Linked DNA regions of Mus musculus: region 1 is linked to region 2. Evidence: chromatin contacts called from public HiChIP or PLAC-seq data. All regions are on one chromosome and are shown on one strand. The core of a region is the stretch at or near the end of the contact, and the rest is flanking DNA. Distances in the headings are between cores, read along the strand shown. Region 1 holds the start of Tmem253 (transmembrane protein 253). Region 2 has its middle 22 kb from the start of Arhgef40.

Evidence for each region. HiChIP or PLAC-seq counts read pairs in DNA pulled down with a chosen protein or histone mark.
Region 1: an H3K27ac HiChIP or PLAC-seq map of extraembryonic endoderm stem cells shows a contact between it and region 2. The contact joins the promoter of Tmem253 here to the enhancer-like site in region 2. A contact is called at or near these places in 24 of 39 promoter capture datasets (the 3T3-L1 cell line, 3T3-L1-derived adipocytes, the HPC-7 cell line and 16 more), 2 of 484 Hi-C or Micro-C datasets (bone marrow-derived dendritic cells and liver), 5 of 115 datasets of contacts at active chromatin or transcription factors (CD8 T cells, embryonic stem cells, extraembryonic endoderm stem cells and 1 more) and 3 of 9 other capture datasets (adipose tissue, liver and pancreatic islet).

What each region holds. Positions count from the first base shown.
Region 1 is chr14:52,012,038-52,018,330 of GRCm38.p6, forward strand. Tmem253 (transmembrane protein 253) reads left to right here and starts at 4,828. Exons shown (of 7, transcript NM_001033805.3): 1 at 4,828-4,904; 2 at 5,019-5,160; 3 at 5,714-5,824; 4 at 5,917-5,973. The coding sequence starts at 5,053. All of the region lies in intron 1 of Zfp219 (zinc finger protein 219), which reads right to left.
Region 2 is chr14:51,960,069-51,965,693 of GRCm38.p6, forward strand. No RefSeq gene overlaps it. Among named protein-coding and RNA genes, the nearest start is that of Arhgef40, 22 kb to the right of the region's middle. Within about 2 kb of position 2,238, at least 9 of the 459 cell types and tissues checked have an H3K27ac peak or open chromatin away from gene starts, as enhancers often do. A contact at or near this core is called in extraembryonic endoderm stem cells, where this site is marked.

The DNA of each region.
Region 1 (6,293 bases), core at 3,578-6,077, 55 kb after region 2:
AACCTATGCAGGGGTTTCAGAGAAACTATGGAGGGGTATCTACCAGAAGGATTACTGTGGCCTTTTTGATGTCATTGAAAATAGAAAATACGCACACCTAGAAAAATTTTAATTAGCTATACAGAATGTCATAACAGTTACAGTTTGTACATCCTGGAATGAGTTACTGAGGCATCGTATTGGAGTCCATCACATTCTGTTGCTTTCCTGGGGATTCCCGGAACATCCTGGTGTACAGCCAATCTGGTATATTCAGAGGAAGCAGATGGCTGGGAGGGGTGTGTGTGTGAATACTGCATGGTCATAGCTGACTAACCTATGGGCACATATTCTGATTCTGAGAAGATTCTCGGGTCTCTAAAATTGCCTGTAAAACACTAAGCAAAATGTGTCCTAGAAAAATGGCCTAATATCTGAGGCAAAAAGAGGAGAAAAAAGGCAGGTCTTCCTCACCAGAACAAGGACCCCCACACTTCTGCATGTAGCAGTTTCCAGGGTGGAAAGCAGAGACGCATTAGAAGGTACAAATGGATTTCTCCTCAGGGGAAGTTCCCCAGAAGGCGGCCTAAAATCAGTAAAAATCCACCGAGACCTCCTAGGCCCAGTCAAGATGGCTTCCGTCATTTCTACATCAAACCAGGTCTCGGGCACCAGAGCTCATAAATTGCTCTCAATAAGGGAGTTCCAACAGAGACGGAGTCTGTGACCTGGTTTGGAACCTAAGTCAGACATGTATTGTCTGTGGACAATCCTCACATTTTTCTATACTCAAGGCTTAAAACACCACCTCTGAGCCTTGGCCAGAGAGTGGTACTGACCTACTTTCCACACACAGTGGGAATCAAGGGTTACCTTGTTCCTGTTTGTATTTTTGCAGGGATGCAGGACCAGTGTTACAAATTAGAAATATTTCCAAAGCAACAGGCCAATTACTTTCACAGACTAGGAGAGCCGATGCAGAAGTGGTAAGTGCAAATCCTACTGAGAATGAATGGATGGTGAAAAGACGTACGTACGGAAGAATCCATCAAATAAAGGACTGAGAAAGCTGCCCCTCCCACCCCAAATCTTGTGATTCGAAGATTTTTAAGGTCAAGTATTCAGTAAAAAAGATCAGAGTCTCTGGGGCCTAGCAGTAATTAGGCCTCTGTCTCTGGCCATCCCCAACATATGATTTCTTTCCCCCTCTCGTCGGCAATCTCCCCTCTCCTAAATCAGCTAACAAATACGAACCCCAGTGCTAGATGAGAGTAAATGGAAAGGGGGCTTATTAGATAGTCCAGAGTCAAGACCACCTGGAGAACACACACAAGAGAACAACTCACTTGTAAGGTCTCTCCATGGCTCTCTGAACCTGGATGCTCTGAGAGCTGTTTCAAATCCACATTACACTGAACCTGGACACCTTTTAAAATGAGTTCTTGGGGAAAGGACTGGGGGGGGAGGGGTGCGGGGGGGAACAGCATGAAATTTCAGTTATTGGCTCCCATAGTAACTATGAAGAGGTGAGAGGGAGGTACAATACACACACACACACACACACACACACACACACACACACAATCTTATCCTAGACCCATGTTCTAGCATGTCCTAACTTGACCCCATTCTGAAAGTTCTGAGGAGCCTGGGATTGGGGAGTAAGGAGGACATGTATACAGCCTTAAGTCTCTTTAACTAGAGCTGGCCCTAAAAAGTCAGTGTTAGTGCCTGTATGAGCCTCAGTTCTCAGGCTGAGAGGTGGGTAGGAGATGATCTGGGAAAATACCCCTCTCAAAAACTGGTACGCAAGCAGAGCAGGACCTGTGATCTCACACGAGAGACTCCACCAGCACACCTCACACTCCACCCGTGGAAAATAAACCAGGAGGAGAATGGGGGCAGGGTTGGGAGATAGGGAGGCCAGAGCTCAGCTACCCCGGGCCAGGAGAACAAAAGCGGAGTTACAGCCGCCTCCGCGGCTGCCGCCGGCCGAGCTCTTTGTGACACTTTGTTTGGGACACAGAGAGAAGCACCCCCATCCTCTCCCCTCCCCCGCCCCGTGCCCTGCCGGTCCCCGAGAGTTAGGGCTCCTTCCCCCCACCCCCACCCGCTGCACCTGGGCTGGGGCGCACCTCCACTGTGCTCACGGCTCTCCCACCGCGCACCCCCAGGCCCCCTGCACCCCAGGCCGCGGCGCCCGGCCTCACGGTCCCTACAAAGCCGCGCGCCCCCGCCCCGCGCCGCGGCCCTCCCCTCCGTGCGGGGCTCCCGGCTCCCCCACCTGGCCCCCTCCTCGGACCCCCCACCCCAACTCTCACGCCGGCCCCGCCGCCCCCACCCCGCCCCCCGAAGCGGCGGGCGAAGTTTGCCGGGGCCGCGCGGCGCCCCTCCCCCGCCCCCGCCCCCTGCACCTGCTCCGCGCGCGCCCCCTCCGGGAGGGGCGGGGAGGGCGGCGGCGGGGGGGCGCGGGGGGAGCGGCTACTCACGAGCCCCGGCGGGCGGGCGGCGGCGCGGGCGGCGGCGGCGGCGGGCCGGCGGCGCGGGCGTCAGCGTTACGTGGGGCCGGGGGAGATGCGCCGGGCCCCGGCCCCCCCGCCCCCGGCCCGGCCCCCGCCCCTCCCCGGCCCTCCGCCCCCGGCCCGGCCCGCATTGTGTGCGGCGGGAGGCGGCCGGGCCATTAGCATGCGGGGGGCGGCGCGGCCGGCAGCGCGCTCGGGCTCCGGGGCCGGGGGACCCCCGGAGCGGCAAGAGGCGGCCGCCAGGGGGTGCGGGCCTTGGGGGGGCCCGGGGCGTCGCGCGAGGAGGAGGGGGCGGGGGTGGGGCGCGCAGACCGTTCCTCGAGGGGACTGGAGGAGATTGTGAAAGGTCATCTTGTCCTTCCCCCAGCCTCCAAGCAGGCTGCCCCTCCCACCCTAGACCCGGACATACCAGGGAAGGAGTTGGCTCTGCCGCTGCTTCTGCCCCAACATGCACAGGCTCGGGAAGTTCTTCCTGGGGTTTTATCTCAAAGCCTCTCCCTTACAATTTGTCTCTCTTTTGGGAGAGGAGGAGGGGCGATTATAGAGATAGTTAATGTCTGCCGTACAAGAAACATTATTAAAGTTACTCTTCCGCCTTTGCCGGTCTTGATAAACACTTCTCGCTCCTGCTTCACGAATTCTATTTTCCGTTCTTTAAGACACTTTAATGGCTCTTCAATGCAACAATATTTACTGAGTGCTTACCAAGCACCCGGCGCTGTGCTCGACACTGGGGGTATGCAGAGAGAAGGGGATGTGTTACTTTCTCTCGGCACGATTATAGCCCAAACAGTAGTTGCACACTCCTAAGTGGCATACTCAGATTTAGTCAATATTTACTCGATGATTGTTCACGTATTTAGCAGCATGAGATCTTTCCAGTAATCCTCTCTCATATAACCTCCATTTACAGAAAAAGTAGGTTCTCTCCTTCCACTGACCTGCAAATTCAGGGACATCGTAAGGCCTCTATCTCAACCTTGCCATTAAATAAAATCGACTCTCTTGGTGATTGAAAAGACAGGAACTAGGCACAATTTGTCTGGTTCCCTTTAAACTTGGGTCCCCAGTGCCCAGGAAATCAGCATGGATACAGTGCTCCAGTGGTGTTGGCTGGGCAGTAGGGCAGAAGTGGCTCATGAGGAAAGCTAGTTTTCTCCCCCTTCCTCCTGGGCCTCCGCTCCCTGGGATCTTCTGGCTCAGTTTCTTTTATTTATGGTGGTTATAAATAATAGCCACCTCCTTCTGTGGTGTGTACCGGGCTAAGCTAATTCCTATGCATTTTCTCTTCATGCTCAAGGCAACCCCTTGAGATTGGTATTGTTCATTTCCTTTTTACAGATAAGGAAACAGATTAAGCAACTTGACTGAGGTCAGCCAGATAGACCAGGGACCCAGGCACAGGGAGTATCATCTCGAGACCTCAGGCTCTTTCCTGTACTAGCTCGGTAAGGTATACATTCAGGCCAGCTGGCTCTCTTTCTTAAATGTGGAAATAAATGTTCTCACCTTAGCTTCTGGGCAAGCCCTGTGGTAATATGTACAGCAATCACATACAGCAATCACATCTGTACATGACCTTCTCAGCACCATTAATGGCGCCCTACCCACCCAGGAATCAACTTCCCTTTGGGGGAGGGGGAGATTGTAGTTAGTTCTGATTATCAGGGAATGAAGTGGAGTTCAATTAGGTAAAATAATGTAGCCAAGGTCACGGTCCTGAAAGGGTGACAGAACTGCGATTCTAGCCCAGGCCTTTGGAGACCTTTGTAATGCAAAAATATTGTTGGTATAGATCTTTTCCAAACCAGCACCTAGGTACCGGGTCTTCACTGGGTCAGAAACAATCCCCAGTGTACAAGGCTTTCCCTCCCTTTAATCAACTAGTCAAAACCCTGGGATGGATCCTTAGTGTCACCCTTAGAAAAAAGTGAGGAAAAGAAACTGCCCAGAGAAACCAGGGGAGCGGGGATGAAAACTGGTCTGGGAACAGGGTTCCCAGTGGAGCAATCCAGACAGTAACACAGACTCTCACTAGGGCAGAATGAGTAACTTGAGGAGGAAGCCAAAGAACAAAGACTGAATGGAAATAAGGGAGACTGAGGTCTAGGACGATTTTGTCCAGAGCGATGAAGTAAGTGAACCCTGAGGAAGGGCAGAAAGAGGGCAATAAAGGGGGACTACTGAGGCAGGCTGGGTGGCCGGCCAGTGGAGTGAGCTGAGGCTCCTGTCTAGGAAGGCCACTCCCTGAATCTTTAGGCCCTCATAGTGACCTTTGCCCCACCACACCTCAGCTCTCTGACAGACTATGTGCCAGGAAAAGACTGTCTGCTCTGAGCTACCAGGCCCCTAAGGAGTACTGTGACCCAGCGGAGTTGCAACCCATTGGAGTGACCGCTTCAGGTAGGTGTAAGGTTTCTGGGCCTCAACCCTGAATTAGGAGTGGGCAGAGGGGTCAATGAAAGAGATGTTGTGTGTTCCCATTTCCTGAAAAGCCCCATAATGAATTTTTTGCAGCCTAGGAAATACCACTCTTACAGTCAAGCGAGCAATGGATCAAAATGCTAATCAGCCAAGACAGGAGAGACCCAGCGTTCGCCTGGAAAAGCTACAGCACTGGGCAAGACACAAGCAAAGTGGACGCCTACTGGTGCTGGCGGTGAGGCCAGGTTGCCCCGCTTCAGGTTTTCGCTGACTGTACACAGTTCAATTCCACTCATGTTCAGTGAGCACAAACCATGCACCAGAAACTGTGCTGGGGACTGGGGGTGGGGGGAAGAAAGAAATGTACAAATTAACAAAGCAAAACCCTTCATTTCCAAGTAGCTTGCCTTTACCTTTGGGGAAAACATGAAGGTAAGCGAACTATAAAATGAGACAGAAAGAACAAAGGGGCATCTCATTTCTGATCTCACTTTTTAGCTGGGTGTGGTGGCGCACGCCTTTAATCCCAGCACTCAGGAGACAGAGGCAGGCGGATTTCTGAGTTCGAGGCCAGCCTGGTCTACAAAGTGAATTCCAGGACAGCCAGGGTTACACAGAGAAACCCTGTCTCGAAAAACCAAAAAAAAAAAAATCTCAATTTTTAGTCTGCCTTCGCACAGGTACTTTACTAAGCATTTATCCTAACTAATGATATCTAAACGAGGAAAATACTGTGCAGAGGGAAAAGTCCCCAGTAGTCCCCTCTAACTGCCCTGTCTGGCTTCCAGGTGAGCCAAGTGTGGCTGGCAATAGCTATGGTCCCCTTTACTATCTCAGTTTCCTGCTTGACCTCTGCCTGTCACCTGGTCACAGCACTGCCACTTTGGCCCGGAGCCTCGGTAAGACCCACCATAGGGAGGGTGAGAGAAAGGTTGGGGGGGGGCCTCTCTAACAAAGCTAGAGTTCACAGTTTGCCCTTCTAACCATTTAGGGCCTCCTCACTGGCATTATCACCCTTGAACTCCGAAGAGCACCTTGCATCTGGAAGGTGAGACAAGAGAATAGAGGCCTCCTCCCATTCTCCCAGTGCACACACACACACACACACACACACACACCTCAACCAAAAAAGGGATTTATCCTCTCAGGTGTCTGTCCCTGACTGAAGCAATTAAGTAAGAATGTCAGAAAGCTAACCATCCTGTTTGAAAGTAGGGAAATAGGAGCAGACATTTGTTAGTTGCTTGTTTGGTGTGTGTGTGTGTGTGTGTGTGTGTGTGTGTGTGTGTGTGTGTGTGTGAGACTGAACCCAGAAACACATGCGCAGTAGGCAAACACTAGCCCTGGGCTAAAGCCTCAGCCCCCACC
Region 2 (5,625 bases), core at 988-3,487:
CATCCTGAAGGATTTTTATGGTTGCCTCTTCAGAGTGGGAAACACTACACTGAAAATGGGGTCTACCTCTGGGTGGAGGCATGGCATTGTCTTCTCCTTTAAGAGTTAAGAGGTGGGCAGGACAATCATCTGGCTAAGGGACCAGCCCTCAGAAAGGTAGATCCACCTTAATGATAAGGAGGTAGGAGGAATATTTGGCCCTGTAGTGAACTAATGCACTTTTCCTTCCCAGAATTCCCACCTCGTGTGTTTGTTCACTGTCCACCATGAGGTCCTGTTAGATCTGCTCATCTTTCTGAATTCTGACTAAAAAAGATGTCGCTTTTTCTCTTTCTCTCTGTCTTTCAAATGCTGGCCAGAGTCCAGGTGTGCTTTTCCTGGTACTTTGGACTTGCTCACTCTTTCTCTAAAGCTTCCTGTCTTAGTCACTGTTCCATTGCTGGGGAGAAACACAATGACTCATAAAAAGAAAACATTCAATTGGGGACTTGCTTACTGTTTCCAAGGTTTAACCCATTATCTTCACAACAGTGAGCATCCCAGAATGAATGGCACTAGAACAGTAAGATGAGAACAATATCCTGTTCCACAGGAAGAGTGGGGGCAGGGGGGGCGGCAGAGGGAGAAAGAGAGAGAGAGAGAGAGAAAGAGAGAGAGAGAGAGAGAGAGAGAGAGAGAGAGAGAGAGAGAGAGAGAGAGAAGAGAGAAGAGAGGAGAGAGGAGAGAGAAAGGAGAGAGTCTGGGCTTGGTATGGGCTTTTGAAACTTCAAAGACCATTTCCAGTGACATATTTCTTCCTCTAACAAGGCCACACTGTTTAATCCTTCTAATCCTTTCAAACAGTTCCACTCCCTGGTAACTAAGCGCATGAGCCTTTGGGGGCCATTCTTACTTCAAACCACCATAGCCAACTAGCTTGGAATACATTTTGAGACTTCAGACACAATCAGAAAACTTGTCTTGGGGGGGGGGGCTGGAGAAATGGCTAACTGCTCTTCCAAAGGACCCAGGTTCAGTTCCCAGCACCCATGTGGCAACTCACACCTGCCTAACTCCAGTTCCAGGACTTCTGACACCTTTAGACAGACAGACATGCAGGTAAAATACCAATGAATATAAAAATAAAAACAAATTTAAAAAGAAAAGGAAAAAAAAAAACTTGTCTCAGTAAGGTAGAAGGTAAAAGCTGATTTCCCAAAAATGTCCTCTTACTTCCACACCTGTGCAGAGCAGATAAAAATACTGCACACATACAGTAATAAATATTTAAAAACAAATTAGAAGCTGAAGAGGTGACTCAGTGGTTAAGACCACTTTCTATTCTTACAAAGGACCCAGATTCAGGTACCAATACCTACAAGACTGCTCATAACTGTCTGTAACTGCAGTTTCAGGGCGTCTGCTGCTATCTTCTGGCTTCTGTAGGCACCATGTGCCTGTGGTACATTAACATACATGCAGACCAATGCTTACACTCAAAATAAATACACTTGAAAATAGACGTTGGAAAGACGGCTCAACAGTTGAGAACACTTGCTGGAACATCTGTGTTCCTGGGCTGTGCTTACTCAGACTGGCTCTCCAGAATAAACCATCCCTTATTCCCTTTAAAATGAAAGTTGTGGGGTTTGCACCAGCAGCTGTGACTTCACAACATGGGACTTTGAGAGTGATCCACTTTCCACCGGAAGAACAGCTGCATGGAAGGAGTCCCACTGAGTCCAGGCCCCCCTAAGGTTACTTCCTCAATCCTACTATTGCTGAGTTCTGTTCAGGGCTCTGGACCTCCCTTAAGTTGGTTGGTCCATGATCTATTTTGTTTATTCTGAGTTGGTTAACAAGAATCCTTTGTCAAACACCTTTTTGGTCTGTTTTCAAAGTATTTAGTTTAGAGTGTCTAATTTGTTTGCCCTGAAAGCATTTTGGTCTAGACATTGGGTTTGATTTCTTTCCTTGCTCTTTTACCTCTAACGGGATTCTGGATTCCGACTGTCTAGCTTGTTTTCAGTATTTTGTTCACTTCTAGAACTTTGAGTGCATTTTGGTTTTTGTTTTATTTGTCTTGGTTTTCATCGTCTTTGAAAAGTTTTGATTTATTATCTTTTGGCTTTTGTCTCCTGACACTCTTCCTCAAATGCACGATCTTCCGTCTTTCTGCTGCTTCTCCAGTGACCTCACCAAAGACTTTAGCTTAGGAATTTTGTGAGCGCCTGGCGATAAGACAAGAGGCACTTGTTTCTCCTGATGATAAAGGCACTGAAGAAAAGAGGCACTTGTTCCCTCCCACACAAAGTGTGGAGGGGTCTGGGAGAAGCAACCCAACAAACCCGGATCCCTGGTCAGAAGGACGTTTACTGACTAACCCCAGGAAGACTCACTTGACTCGGTTCACTCAGTGTCTTAAACCCCTTCACATTTGAGTGAGATACAAGATAACCCAAAGACCCAGTTGGAAAATATGGTCTCAGAGGACATGCTGAGTTGATCCATGTGTGGTGTGTGTGTGTGTGTGTGTGTGTGTGTGTGTGTGTGTGTCTGTTTGTATGCATCTATGTATGTGTGTGTGTGTGTATATATATATATATATATATATGTGTGTGTGTGTATATATATATATATGGAAGTGTGTGTGTATGTTTATGTATGTATATGTGTTTGTATTTTTATATGTATATGTGTTTATGTATATGTATATATGGGGAACAAGTTTTCCAAAAGAAGGAAATGTTTGGAAATAAACTGCCATCGGGTACTCTAGCTGATTTTATATAATGATAACTACTAACTTCCAAGTATTTAAAAAGATGAAGAGAAACATTTCCTACCTCCAAACTGCTTTATATTGTACACTTAACTAAGTCCTAGACAATGAAGTTAAAGCACACACACACACACACACACACACACACACACACACACACACACGCACACGCACACGCACACACACAAAAGCAGGCTGCCTTAACTAAAATGTGAGATGATCTGGGAGTAAAAAAATAGAAGTGGTAACTCATAATAATAACAACAACAACAATAAAGAGTGCCAGGAGGTGATGGTGCACATTTTAATCCCTGCACTCCAGAGATAGAGGTAGGAGGATCTCTATGAGTTCAAGTCCAGCGTGGTCTACATAACGAGTTCCAGGACAACAAGAATGGTTAGCAGAGAACTGTGTCTCAAAAGCCAAACAAACAAGCCCCCCCCATTAATAATAAAGAGCTCTTCAAAGAAAAATCTGTACCTGTGAGCTAAAATGGGTGCTAAAACGATGAATTAATAAATCTTTTTATTGGGCTGGAGAGATGGCTCAGAGGTTAAGAGCTCTGGTTGCTCTTCCAGAGGTTCCTAGTTCAATTCCCAGCAACCACATGGTGGCTCATAACCATCTATAATGAGATCTGGAACCCTCTTCTGGCCTTCAGACAGACATGCAGGCAGAATGCTGTATACAGAAAAAATAATACATCAATCTTAAAGAAAAAAAAGAACAATAAATCTTTTTATCACAATCACAGGTAAATTCTAAAGTAACTCCCTCTTCTCTGGCCTGGCTTCTTTATCTCTGATTTTTTAGTTTCCCTTGAGCAGCTTTTTCTTTTAACTCTCATGCTTATTATACAAACCAGCCCTAAGCTTCCTTTCAGCCTTAGAGCCAAAAATTTCAGTCTAACCGCCCCACCTCAGTCTCCCCACCCCTGTTTGTGCCCCTGGGAGGTCCCTACAGCTTAGGGGAATTCAGGTTAATGACAATCAAATTAAGCCATGTCTGTGTCACCTCTGTGGCCAACATTCCTGAGGATTTTCACTGACAACATCTTCAAGCATCTTGGGGAGTTTCCCCGTCTGTCATTTGGCTGAGCCATCCTATTAAACATGGGCTCTGGTGTTGCTTTGCTTCTGTTTTTCTCACAAGAAACCCACTAAATATTTGAGTGAGCTAACATCAAAGTGGACATTCCCTAGACCCATGCATACTCTGCTTCTGGGACTTATGTAATAACACGTGGCTTTTGGGGGGGGAGAACATCTCTGAAAACTTGATTCCTCTCATGTAGTGGGTCTGGTAGATAAAAAGACACTCTAAACAGACACTTATGTCTCTCAGTCTAATCACCAGACAGTTGCAAGAATGGGCCCTAAGGATATAGGAGTTTTGATGGAAATCTCATGCCTTGAGAGGGAAAGAACTCCAGGCAGAACTGAATTTGCCTCTCTGAAAGAGATTTCAGTTTGAATAACTTGTCAAACAACCTTATGAGATGAAACTAAAACCTAGGGAATGAAGAAGAGTCAGTGGTGGTCATAGCAGTACCTTGACCAAGACTGCTTAGATGTGCATACCCTTGGCTGTGTGAGTGTGTATGTATATGTGTGTAAGTGTGTGTGTACATACCTATACATAATGCATACATACATACATACATACATACTTACATACATACATACATACATACACACACACACACACACACTACTTCAGGACCCTAAAGATAGGCTTGAGGAGTTTGCAGGATCTCTGTCTGTCTTTCCCATGTGACTACATTAAATACATCTGCCTTTCCTGCTTTCCACTTTTAAGTTTGCTCTTTTAATTTGATTGCTGTGGTCAAGTGGCCTCACCTGACTTGACACAAGTTGTGACCACCAGCAGTCTGAGACACAATTAGAAAACACCCCCTTCAGCAAAGGGGTGAAGAGAGAGAGAGAGAACCTGAAGTATACATGACAAACTTCACCTATGATCTTTTGTGTTACCAAGCCTTTCCCCTGTCTTAAAGAAATACAGTAAACTTACTCCTTTTTTTCCTCAACTGAGTGAACCTAATGTCATATAACTGTGACATGTGTCTATAACAGTTGTATTAATATATTTTTGGTTGTTTTCTTATGTTATTTGTATCAAAGGTTTTTGGTTTGGTTTGATTTGGTTTGGTTTGGTTTGGTTTGGTTTGGTTTGGTTTGGTTTGGTTTGGTTTGGTTTGGTTTGGTTTTAATAAACTCTGGTCACATAAGTTCTCTTTTTAAAATCATTTTTAAACTTTTTATTAATTCTTTGTGAATTTCATATCATACATACATATACATACATACATACATTCATACATACTACTTCAGGACCCTAAAGATAGGCTTGAGGGGGCACCCCAATCCCATTCATCTCCCCATCTCCTCCATATCCACCCTCCACCCAAAAGAAATCTCCCCACCAAAAGAAAACAAACAAAGCAAAATCTTTCACTGTGGAAGATGTGGTGTGTCTTGGTATGTATCACACATACCAAGCTTTTGTCTAAACAGCTTTTCTTGCAAATGTTCATTGCAGTGAATCATTGGTCTGGTTTGAGGCCTCTGGCTACACTACCAATACTGGATCCTCACTGGGACCCCTCTGGGATATCCTGTTGTTGCCCTGTATAGTGGAGATCTTGCAGCTTTGGATATGCAGGACCGGGCCCTTCATGTGCTATAGCAGTTTGTGGATGGGGTAGATGTTGGGTTGGGCCAACTCAAAGCCCTGGATCTGGACCTGGGTGGTAGCTGAGTTGGTCGGTCTGCCAGCTCTCCCATGCTCACTGCCAGAGCCATGATGGGGGCGGGGGTTGGGGGTGGGGTAGCTCACCCGC